Regions from separate parts of the Mus musculus genome. Here regions 2 and 3 are each linked to region 1. Evidence: chromatin contacts called from public Hi-C and promoter capture Hi-C data. All regions are on one chromosome and are shown on one strand. The core of a region is the stretch at or near the end of the contact, and the rest is flanking DNA. Distances in the headings are between cores, read along the strand shown.

Region 1 (3,882 bases), core at 552-3,051:
CCCTTCTCTATAAAAACTAGTAAGATCACAATGCTACTGAAAAAAATTTAAGTGCTAGAGTGTAGATCCCAGCATCCTGAAAAACAACAAACAAACAAACAAACAAAAAACTAGGTCCGGTTTAATCTCAGGGCTATGAAGGACAGAAACAGGGGATCACTGAGGCTTGCTGAATGACAGCCTAGCCCAGGTTCAGTGAGAGACCTTGTCTCAAGGGAAATAAGGCAAAAAGTGATAGAGTAGGACACCCAACATTGTGTTCTGGCTACATACAGTATACACAAACACACGTGTCCGCGCCCCCCCCCCCCCCACATACCCTACTGAACCCTTCATCAAGTCTTGCCTCGTTTTCATATAGTGGAGACCATCTCTTGCTTCTTTTCTCTGTTTGTTGTAGTCCCCTTTCCCTGTAGTCTTCCTTTTCTTGCTTTATGCCATGCACCCTCCCCCATCCTCCACTCCCACTCCCTTTAGGAGGTTAAATAATCTTTTTCAGAAAAAAAAAATACACCTCTCAATTTCTTTTCCTTGCCAAGTAGGCCCGGTGAACAAGATGCACATAGTAACCATCATGACCCTCATCAGACTTCCACTAAGGCTTCCTAGTTTGCTGTTCAAAGGAGGGAAAGACCCAGGTCAAACAGAAAGCTGCTGAGAGCTGGCCAGGGCAGCAGCGCCCTTTCTGCTCAGAAGGCTTTCATAGAGGCACTGAGATTATCGCTGTCCACACATCGGTGCTGAATATTAAAGGCTGGGGTTTGCTCTCCTCTGTTCAATCCCTCCAGTTAGAGTCCATCAAGGCAGTATGATTGCTGTTTCGAAGGTGGGCATAGGGACGTTCTCTTATTCTCCCTCTAAGGGCAATCTGTATTCCACAAAGATTCTTGCTGTATTTTATGTGAAAGTACCAGCACAGCTTCAAGTCAGTGCCAAAGTTAAAATCTCCAGTGAGGGAAAAATAGAAAGTTCTGGGTTAATGAAACTTGCCACCTCCCTCACTGAGTCGATATGAAAGTCTTTGGGGCTCTGAACCTCCTCGTTGAAAATTTAAAACATGTTTCTATGTTAAAAACTCATGTTGCTAATCAATCAGTCTTCCTTTTCTCCTTTTTAATGTAAACACTGTAATGATGGTGGCCCTGGGCTCCAAATGATCTGGGGTCGAATTTTAGAAACTGCTTTAGTAGGGGTCAGAAGCAAGAGAGGAGGAATTACGAGTGATTTAAAACGCACTATAAAAATGTTGTTTCAACACTGTGTAGAGGAAGTGCTTATTTCCTTACAGGATTTGAAACAATGCATCAGGTAGCTTCGCTCCTCTGCTCCCAGCCTCTGAAAGATCAAAACACGAGTCCTAGATTGTGTCTGTTTTATAACAAATGCTGATACTCAAGAACCATTATAAGAATTCTATCATCACCAGGCACATTCATAGGAGATATAAGGTAAGATAGAGAAAATAGATGGAAGGCGGGGGTGGGAGGTAGGGAGTGAGGGGTAATTGTTGTGCTTCCTGCCTTGGGATCTTGGTAGTTATATTCAAATGAGGCGGTTCTCTTTGAAGAATGGAGATGTTTCTCACAGCTACAGTATTTATGAACAGGCAGCAGAACTGACCGATCCCACCAGTTTCTTTTCCTTTTCTTAATCCTTCCCTGCCTATTTTAGTCACTTCTCCACCCCGCCGGGAATACCATCCAGTTCTCAGTCCAGGTAGATCTGACGTCAAGAGATGGCTTTCGTCGATTTGACGTGTAAACACTCATTTCTATTCTGGTTGGTAAGGCTGGGGCTCCACTCAGTCGGGAGACTGAAGCACTTTAGTGAGCGCTCGCTCTCGCCGCCCAGCCTCTCCCAGTGAGCCTCTAGCTCTAGTAGAGCAACCCAGAGCCAGGAGAGGTTTTAAGCTGCTGGGTGGAAAGGTCGAGTCTAGCTGGTGTGTCTCTGATCTTGCTTCTTTTCTCCCAGCCCTTCCTACTTGTGTGAGAACAAGGTTTTGAGCCATGGAGCAAAGAGGTTGGACTCTGCAGTGTACTGCTTTCGCCTTCTTTTGCGTTTGGTGTGCACTAAACAGTGTAAAAGCAAAGAGGCAGTTTGTTAATGAATGGGCGGCGGAGATCCCCGGAGGGCAAGAAGCTGCCTCTGCCATCGCCGAAGAACTGGGGTATGACCTTTTGGGTCAGGTAAGAGTTTCCACTTTCGAAAAACTTTCTGGGGCTTAAGGACTCTGGTAGGGCTAAAGTGAAGTGGGAGCCGCTTGCGCTACCCGGCGCCCAGTGTCGCAAGCAGCTCGGAGAATCCTCCCCCTGCTCGCGCTTTTAGAGGAGAAATGCTTGCATTATTTACTGTTTGGGCTGGGCGCCGCTAAACAAGAGGAAGCTGCTCAGCCGACACTGTTCTCTCTGTTGTTGGCTCTAGACTTGAAATCCTCTTCCTCGAGGTTTGGAAAATGAAATAAAAAGCCTTTTACGTTTGTTCGGGGAACTTGAAGGTGCACAGGGGCTCTCGTCTATCTTGGGAAAGGAAGTGAGCTCGGTCCCCTGGGACACAGGAGGCTTGCGGCCAGAGCTGACGCTTTCCTTCTTTTTCAATATGGCAGCACCAGCTCCCAGTACTGAAAACAGGGGACAGGCAGGCTTGAAGATTCCTGAGTGTAAGGGCGCGCCCAGCTGCTGGTACTAGTGACTCCCCAGTCAGGTGATGGTGGTGGTAGTTCAGAATCTGTAGGGGAAACTGGAAGGGGATTAGGTAGGGGAAAAAGTCCGAGCATCGCCAGTGGGGGAGTTCAGGATTTTCCCTGATAACTTGTGAAGTCTGAGCTTCCTAACTTTGCATGGCCAGTGTCTTAGCATGGTCTGGTTGCAGAAATGACTGTGGGGAAAGGATCTCTTTCTGTCTTGTACCTCGGCCGTGTGCACAAACATTTCCTGGGGTTTTCGGGTTATGAGATAAACTGATATTTGTCCAAGTGTATGCTGAATTAACAGACAGGTGGGGAGGGGTGCGCAGAAGCATTAAGTTGGAGTCTGCTTGGCAGAGCAGTCCCAAAAGAGAATCACAGAGGGTGTGATTTCTAATCTGAGCATTTCTTTCCCTTGAAATGGAGTCAAACCCCTCACCATTGCCAGGGAAATTGTCCACAGTTAAGGGGGGAGAGGAGGGAGTAACGAGTTGTAAAACATTTTGGCGCGTTTTCTATTCTGGAGGTGGTGATTGAGACTCTGAAGTCACAGATGAGTAATCGGCGTAGGCAGTGTCTATTTCATACATCAAATCCACTAGGAAATATTCCTTCTCTAGCCAGAGGCTTCATTCTCTAACTTTGTGAGCTAAATGGTCCTGAAAGACCCAGCATGAAACTCAATAAAATTCCCAGAGCCTTTCTGAACAGTTCCAGGCTGTGCCTTAGGGACTGAAGACTAAAAGGAGGATAAGACATGCTAAGGACAATGGACCTGAATGCAATTTGTGTGAGAGATGTTGTAGTTGGTGGTTTAATTCAGCATGTTTTTTGATAGAAGGGGGAAAGGTAGAAGGGAATTTGGGGGGGGGGCATGAAAAAAAGCTACGGAAAATATCTACTACACAGGAGTTGAGTAAAGTCTGAGGCTGCCAGAAGAACATGGTGAGTAAGATTGGAGAAGTCACTCCAGGCATAGAAAATAGTTTACAGGGGAAACAGACACAAAGCTGCTTCGTATTGTTTGGTTATTGTGTATAATTCTTGAACATTTGGGAACCAAAGAGAGAGAGTAGCTGATGGAATTTTCCAGGTGGGTAATACAAGCATCATGGAAATTTGTATGTCCTAGGTGGGAGAGGTGGTATTTAGTCAGCAGCTTGATATTTGTGATGGGAAAAGAAAGAGAACATAAGACT
Region 2 (3,738 bases), core at 983-3,482, 170 kb before region 1:
TTGCTTTTCTCCCAGCTGTATGACCAATGCAGAAGAAAAATTTCCAATGGATTTGGGTAAGTTTCTAAAAAGAAAAGCCATCCCTGAGGATAGTTTGCAAGCCTTCCTACAAAAAAAAAAAAAAAAAAAAAAAAGTCAGTTATGAGGTTACTAATGCAGTTTTAAAAACCTAAAATATATGGACCAGTTATGAGACATAAAGCATAAAGTAGTTTTCATTACTACTACTACTACTTTGTCTTCCTCTTTGTCCTGTTTTGTCCATGCTCTTCATGTTAAAAAGAATTAACAATAGACAGTTAGAAGCAGCAGCTGACAAAAGTTTTCAGCCTCCTGCTGGCAAGGTTAATCCAAGTTTGGAAGAAAATCCATGTCAAGTTTCTGATTGTCAAGCTCTGTAGCAAAGTTTAGTAGCTGATATTTATGGTGGGTTTTATTGTTTGGTTATCTACAATGACTATTTTTTTAAGCTTAATTCAATAATCCCAGAGCCAGGTCCAGAATTTATATCTGATTATCAGAAGCAGAAGATATTGAGAAACATCAAGTTCTTTCATAATATTTAGTCATGAAGATAATATTTAATTAAATAGGCACAGAGAAAAAATATAGCCAAGTCTGATTTTAATAGCCTTTTGGAAAATGCCTCATGAATTTTTAACTGCAATAGACTTAGAGCTTGTCTTTATGACTCAGCAGAAGGATGTTTTTTCATAATCCACTGGTTTCAGTTGACATTCAAAAAAAGAACATTATCTACTAAATCATCAATATCCCTAGCTGAAACACCTTAAGTTTCCCTTAGAGACTTAGTTTTGGCCTATAAATCTGCCACCAACCTCAGATACAGAGGAAAAAAAATCCTGGTAAGTATCAGCAGACAATAATCTTCCCTATACACATAAGATCAACAAGAGACAGTTCTTTCCTACCAAATTTCAGAATAATTTAATTTTTTTTTAAAGAACCAAACAGTTCCTGGTCTCAGTATCCATGGTGATCTGACAAAGGATGGATGAGATACCGGTGGTCCATGTAACCGAATAGACTGAGCATCTGTCCTTAAAAAGTTTATATTCTGAAAAGTAACCAAGTAGGATTAGATCAACATAGGAAAACAGAATAAAAGATGAATCAAAGGTGAAATATGAGGAATTGAGATGAATGATACATCAGTAATGAATCCTGTCCTACTTCTATCCTTGAGCCTTAGAAACAGTAAAACTACATAAGAATATTGCATACGATTTCTTCTCAGAAGACTTGAGCTTTGTTTCCAGCTCTACTCAGTAAAGCATGGCAAAATATAGACCAACAACACAAAGGTAAATAAATGAATAATACAAAACTATGATGTTTGCAATGTAAGCTCTACAAAGTTTTATCTGCCTATGGTCGTATAAAACATATTCTTGAGTCATTTGGGGATATGGCTTTTATCATTTCAGGTAAAAATTTTAGGATTACATTATATTTTATCTTCATAAGAAAGCCCAGAATTAGGAGAGTATCCCTTTAGTTTTAGGATAATATTGGTCATTCTTTCTGAGAAATAAGTATCTTAGTTATATGAACCACCGCTAAGTTTGGAGGTGTTTCAGAACCTATGTCCAGCTGCTAGACATACAGCATCTGGCCATTCCTCTATGGCATACATGTGGCCTAGAGTGCTATGAATCATCATGGCACTGACCCGCCCTTCATGCTGGACACGTGTACTGCCTAATTTTATGTCAATTTGATACAAAATAAAATAATCTGATAGGAGGAAACCTAGATTAATAAAATCCCTCTATAGGATTAGTCTGTAGGCAAGCCTGTAGGGCATTTTCTTAATTAGTGATTAATGGAGAAGGACCCAGTTCATTGTGGGTGGTACCAACCTAGGGCTGGTAAGCTCATGGTTTCTATACAAAAGCAGGTTTAACAATTTACCAGAAACAAGCCATTAAGCAGCAATCCTACATGGCCTCTGCATCAGCTTATGCTTCCAGGTTCCTGCCTTTTTGGGTTCCTGTTCTGACTATCTTTGATAATGACAGAGAAGTACAAGCAAAATAAACCCTTTCCTCCACAAATTGCTTTTAGTAATGTTTCATTACAGCAATAGTAACCATAAGGCCAAAGCATTTTTCTACTTGAACTGATACAGTTCTGCTTTCCCTAACCTCTGTGGTTCTCTTCCTCTCCCTGTACTTTCATGTCACTGCTTTTATGAGCTTGTGCCTTAAACAAATGCCAAGGCTTAGTTTACTGGCTTAGTATCTTGCCTCAGACCGGCCTCAGTTGGCCCCCTTCAATCCATAGGAAAAATCAGGGTTCTGGTTACAAGTAGGCAAGGAGTCGGCGAGAAAAGGTTGACAAACAGACATGGACACAAGGAAGTGTGCTGTATCTGAATGTAATTTGTCAAAGTGAGCATCAGTCTTATATATTACAGGAAACAAAGAAACTAAGTGATACATTAAGGCCATCCAAGGTACATTGAAGTTATCTGATGCAAAATTACTTTTACAACAAATCAGAAGAATGCATACTAAAAGCTAACAGGAACCAACTGGGATAAAGTCAATGTTAACAACTGGGATCAAAAGCAGCCCCACCTAAGGTTCACTTAATCTTAGAAGTCAGGGGAAAGGACTTCATGCCCTTGCCATAGTTCCAATTCTAGTCTATTGTATAGTCCACCTTCCCCCTAGGCTATTGTAAATTCCTGTGTATGGGAGTGACTCAGCTATCTATTTTTCTTTTCTTTTCTTTTCTTTTCTTTTCTTTTCTTTTCTTTTCGTTTCATTTTGTTTTTGTTGTTTTGTTTTTTCTTTCTTTTTTTTTCTTTCTTTTTTCCATTTTTTATTAGGTATTTAGCTCATTTACATTTCCAATGCTATACCAAAAGTCCCCCATACCCACCCACCCCCACTCCCCTACCCACCCACTTCCCTTTTTTGGCCCTGGCGCTCTTTCTAAGTATTTATTCTAGTTCCTTCTTAGACCACAACCCTCCTTTTTCCTAGGCCATGGTAAGTTCTTGCATATGGGAGTAACTTGGCTGCTCTTTTAAGTATCTGTAGGGAATCTCTATTTGTCAGAAGAACTCACCAACTTTCTTCTAATATGCAATGTAGTCTGTCATACCTGACTGTAATGAAGATTCTAAGTATACTTTGCTAAACTTGCCCTAAGATTTCTAACTATTATCCAGTATTAATTTCTAACTATTAATACTGTAAGAAAGCATGCAAGACCCTTCACACTATCACAGGGACATATCTGGGGCATTCTTGCTATGGGAATGCCAAGGTTCCAGGAGACTAAGTTTCTGTGAACTCTTCGCCTCGGGACTGTGTCCAGATTTTTAGACCTGTCATGCGAGTCACTACTGGAGTGGATGTAGCAGTATCTGATAACTTCTCATCCCCACAACTGAAGGAACAGGGAAAACATCTTAGCAGGCATCTCATTGGTGGTGTGGGGAGAGACATGTATTAATCTTAGTAAGAAGAAAACACAAATATTCCATACATCGTCCTGTCTTATATTGCTGTGAGTGAACAAGGACTCAGTATGGAACCTGCAAATATGGTGAGTGAGAAGGCTGGAGGACATGAGATTGTCTATAGCACTAGCACCGAAGTAGCCAAGTGGGTAGGCCACTTGTTCTACTTTGGTTTCTTGATTGCTGTGCTAAAACACTGAACAAAATTATCTTGTGGTAGAAATGGTTATTTTATTTTGCAT
Region 3 (3,927 bases), core at 324-2,823, 200 kb before region 1:
TGACCACTCAAGCTGCTTCCAGTTTCTATCTGTAGTTGCCTTGGCAGGAGTAGCTAACATCTGGCCAACATCCCAAGAACTCTTCTAACATCCTGTGTTCCAGTCATTCCATCTTCTTTGCTGTCAGAAGTGGTGATCTTTCCTTCATGTACTTATGTTTTCTGTGTTACTCCAAGTACTGCCTTTCTTCTTTCTAGTCTGAAGAAAATTCACATGGGCAGTAAAGACTTAGTATAAAGTAGCACTGAAAGAAAGAAAAAAAGAAAAAGGGAACAAAGAAATGCTCTGGAAAGTGGGTACTGGATTTAGGGACAGAGACTCTCCGTCTACCATTAAGTGTTATAATATGGTACAACTAACTCAGCTTCTTCATGATACATTACTAGAGAATCAAATAATAAGAATTCAGAAGTTCTTTGAAGAGTGTGTGATATAAATGACATAAATGGCTGCACACAATATGTCACCACCTTGTTTTCAGCTTTCCTAGTTATGTTTTAATTAGTTTATGCAGTTCTCACAGAAAATTTAGTAAAATAACATAAAACTAGGTGTATATACTGTGCCTCCAAGAAATGAGTTCTGAAATGAAAATTCTAGCATTAGGTATGCTTTACTCTTTACCAGTGTATTGGTGACAAAACTTTACCTAAGGAGATATAACACACATACACTTCTCACCCCAGGTAGGGAACCCAGAACTGACCAAAGTATGGATATCACCAAAGTCCAACTTGGTGAACTCATGAGTCCTATTGTGGCTACTTACCAGAATAGGGCTGAGGGGTTACTTATAGGAGCAGCCATGACTCAAAGACAGCTGTACCACCAGAGCCCACCTCAGTATGGGTGACAGCTCACAAAAGCTGAGAACCTGGAGCACACAGTGGGCAGCCTGCGGGCAGATTAACAAGTTGGTTGATATCCTTTGTAAGTGACTCAGTTGGTCTAAGCCTTTTCCTACACAGCTCAGCTGGCTTCAGTTTCTTTCAGTCTGTTGGCCTAGTCTCAATCTTCATTGTAGATGGGCTTGTCTGAGAGTGACTCTCAACAGCTTGGCTTATTTACTCCAGCAGATAAGGGGCTGGGGAATCTGGTCAGTTTCAGGAACTTCCTGAGGCTATTCTGAATTATTTTCCTGCTTAAGGAGCTTCAAGTCAAGATGGAATGTTCTGATCTCTGAAGAAACTACTATGCAACAAGTTGTCCAGGCAGGCCCAACGCCCTGCAAACTCATTGCTTTCTAATGTCTATCAGAATTTGATGGTGTAATGGACTTAGTACTGAACCCAAACCCAAGGAAAGATGATAAAATATCAAAAGTTTATTAACTGATGGCTGGTGGCACTTCTACTTGGGAAAGAAATGTGTGCCATATGCAGAGACATCAGTATCATATAAATTTTGTTGCTGGGCAAGCAAGAATAAGCAGGCAGATTAAAAGGCCGAATGCAAAGCAGTTAGTTTGAGCTAAGACCACAACATTTTTTAAAAAGTATGAAATAACAGACATGGTTCCATATGTGACCAAGCTTACACAACTTCAGATGTTATCCCCTTCCTCTGTGACTCAACTTTAGATGCTATCTTTTTCCTGTCATTGCACCTTCGTTACAGCACATTGAATCTAGGTCGAGAACGATTTAACCCTTGGGCTGTTTTTTTTTTTTTTTTTTTCTTTTGGAGAAGTTTTTCTCCTAGGGCACATTGGTGGTAAGACCCTGTTGTTGAAGACCACGTACTTGGGTCACAGGCATAGACAAATCAAACTGCGGGTGAGCTAGGTGCTTCTTCCCCACTGGATGGCAGTCACGATGTTAAAAGAGATCATACAGGGTGGTTGGGTAAAAAAGTCACCCATAGTCACAATCAACTACGAATTATTTTTAGCCACAGTGATGACCTATAAAGCAAGATGTACTTTCTAATAATATTATGATTGGTATTGGGTTATCCAATTGCTTTCTTGTTGGATTTTAGGCCTACTCCATAGGAAGTAACTCAAACTTTGTGAGGTGTTTTTGGCTAAAGAAATCAGAGTTCCTAGGTAAGGAATGTAAGTTCCAAAGTTCTCAGGGAAATAGCTGTCCTGATATAGGTGTTGCAGCTCAGAGTGGAAAAGATACAGCTCTGCTCTGGTAGGGAAGGTTTTCCCAGTACAAGTGTTGCAGCTCTAATAGAAAGGTATCTTGGTGTCCTGGAGCCAAAGAGTACTGTTAGGAAAAGTATTGTTCCCCAAGACCCCCTGAGGGACAAACAACATGGAATAAGAGACAAAGACAGGCAATAGAGGACTAGGGAGAAAGGAAAGGGGATGGAGGGGCGGTGGTTATTTGTGCCAGAACACAAAGGACTGCCTCTAGATAGAGAAGAGACAGATATGGCACATAGCAAATGACAGTTTATAAAGGTAAAATGGAGCCAGGCGTGGTGGTGAATGCCTTTAATCCCAACACTCAGGAGGAAGAGGCAGGTGGATTTCTGAGTTCAAAGCCAGTTTGGTCTACAAAGTGAGTTCCAGGACAGACAGGGCTATACAGAGAAACCCTGTCCAAAAAAAAAAAAAAAAAAAAAAAAAAAAGGTAAAATGGTGAGAAACCTTGCATTAGGAAGAGTTGTTTAATTTTAATTGGACATGTTAATTATGTGAGACAAAGGGGGCTTTAGTTGCTGAGCAAGGAAGAAGTGATCAAATAAGGAAATAGACCTTGGTGGCTAACAGTTTTTAGCAAGACAGAGAAAAGAGAGAGAAGGTAAAAGCACACTTGTACTAGGCTCACTGTGCTCAGGCTTGCCATGGTCCCCTCAAATACCACAAAATCACACAGTAAAATCAACCTCACACAAGAGTCTTATTGGAAGAGACTCAAGGTGGCTGCCTCTGTGCAGAGAAGCAGCAGGGAGGTGAGCAGGAGACAGGGTTTTGGAGGAGAGAAGTTTTCCAGGGTGGAGATTTCCAGGGTTGGGATGGCCAGATTTCAAACTGTGCCCAGGGGTTGGTGTATTTTGGTAAATTTTCAAACTGATTACCCTATAAGGAATGTATTATCATTGTTTTTTCTAAGCAGTCATTTTTATACCTAGATATGCTTCTTATTGTAGTGAGCAACAGTTACTGTAGACCTAATGCTAGGATAAGAGATTGCACTCAGAAACTCAGCTGCTGGGGTTATCTGCACAAGACCTGCACAACTGATGTTTCGCTCATGAAGATACGGGAAAAACCAACAAGACCCCACCTTTCCCTGAGGAACTATTGACAACTAACAGTTGCTGGGTAAGAGGTATTATTTTCTTCAGATATGTAGCCTCTGACTGCATTCCTCTACCCAAAATGGAACAAAAAAAAATTGTATTAACCTTCATGGATTACACAAAAAAGAAGACAAGGAAGCAGGATGGAGATTTATTTGGAAGAAAGTTTTCAGTGGGCAAGGCATGAGAACAGAGAATAGGGGAGAGGGAAGTGACTAAAATTCAGTATATGAACACATATAGCTCTTAAACAATAAAAGTTAAATATATAAAAAATTTATAGCAAACATAGATATTATGTAGAATGTTTTGTGGTGTCAGTAAAATTTCCTGAGATTCTATGTCAATAAATGAATAAAAATAGGTTTTAATATTTGTGAAATGTTTAATGTACTATATTTAGTTCTAAGTGTATTACATTTATTGTCTTTCTTGGACTAAATATCTAGGATATTTATGCCACTATTATCACTTTATAAAAATAGAAATTGCCCTTCCAGTCAGCGCCAGCTCTGGGTCACCCCAGGCGTGAACTCAGCTGAAGGTCCCACAGTCCCCAGAGAACTCTCCATGCCATAGGCGCCCTAGCAGGCCCAGGATCTTAGGATCACCCGAGAGTGGAACACAACATCTGTTTCAAACGAATTGTGATGGGCCTGTGACAGGAGGAGC

Evidence for each region. Promoter capture Hi-C pulls out the DNA fragments that hold promoters and counts their contacts. Hi-C and Micro-C count contacts between places; a contact is called where the count stands out from the background.
Region 2: a contact with region 1 is called in a promoter capture Hi-C map of embryonic stem cells, with 4 times the contacts expected there. The contact joins the enhancer-like site here to the promoter of Pcsk1 in region 1. A contact is called at or near these places in 11 of 39 promoter capture datasets (the 3T3-L1 cell line, the C10 cell line, cranial neural crest and 4 more), 2 of 484 Hi-C or Micro-C datasets (the AML12 cell line and cortical neurons), 1 of 115 datasets of contacts at active chromatin or transcription factors (embryonic stem cells) and 1 of 9 other capture datasets (adipose tissue).
Region 3: a Hi-C map of group 2 innate lymphoid cells shows a contact between it and region 1, with 1.8 times the contacts expected there. The contact joins the enhancer-like site here to the promoter of Pcsk1 in region 1. A contact is called at or near these places in 9 of 39 promoter capture datasets (the 3T3-L1 cell line, 3T3-L1-derived adipocytes, the C10 cell line and 5 more), 3 of 484 Hi-C or Micro-C datasets (cortical neurons and group 2 innate lymphoid cells) and 1 of 115 datasets of contacts at active chromatin or transcription factors (bone marrow-derived macrophages).

What each region holds. Positions count from the first base shown.
Region 1 is chr13:75,088,056-75,091,937 of GRCm38.p6, forward strand. Pcsk1 (proprotein convertase subtilisin/kexin type 1) reads left to right here and starts at 1,802. Exons shown (of 14, transcript NM_013628.3): 1 at 1,802-2,186. The coding sequence starts at 2,007.
Region 2 is chr13:74,920,024-74,923,761 of GRCm38.p6, forward strand. No RefSeq gene overlaps it. Among named protein-coding and RNA genes, the nearest start is that of Gm30867, 91 kb to the right of the region's middle. Within about 2 kb of position 2,233, at least 5 of the 459 cell types and tissues checked have an H3K27ac peak or open chromatin away from gene starts, as enhancers often do. A contact at or near this core is called in embryonic stem cells, where this site is marked.
Region 3 is chr13:74,888,503-74,892,429 of GRCm38.p6, forward strand. No RefSeq gene overlaps it. Among named protein-coding and RNA genes, the nearest start is that of Cast, 83 kb to the left of the region's middle. Within about 2 kb of position 1,574, at least 8 of the 459 cell types and tissues checked have an H3K27ac peak or open chromatin away from gene starts, as enhancers often do. A contact at or near this core is called in group 2 innate lymphoid cells, where this site is marked.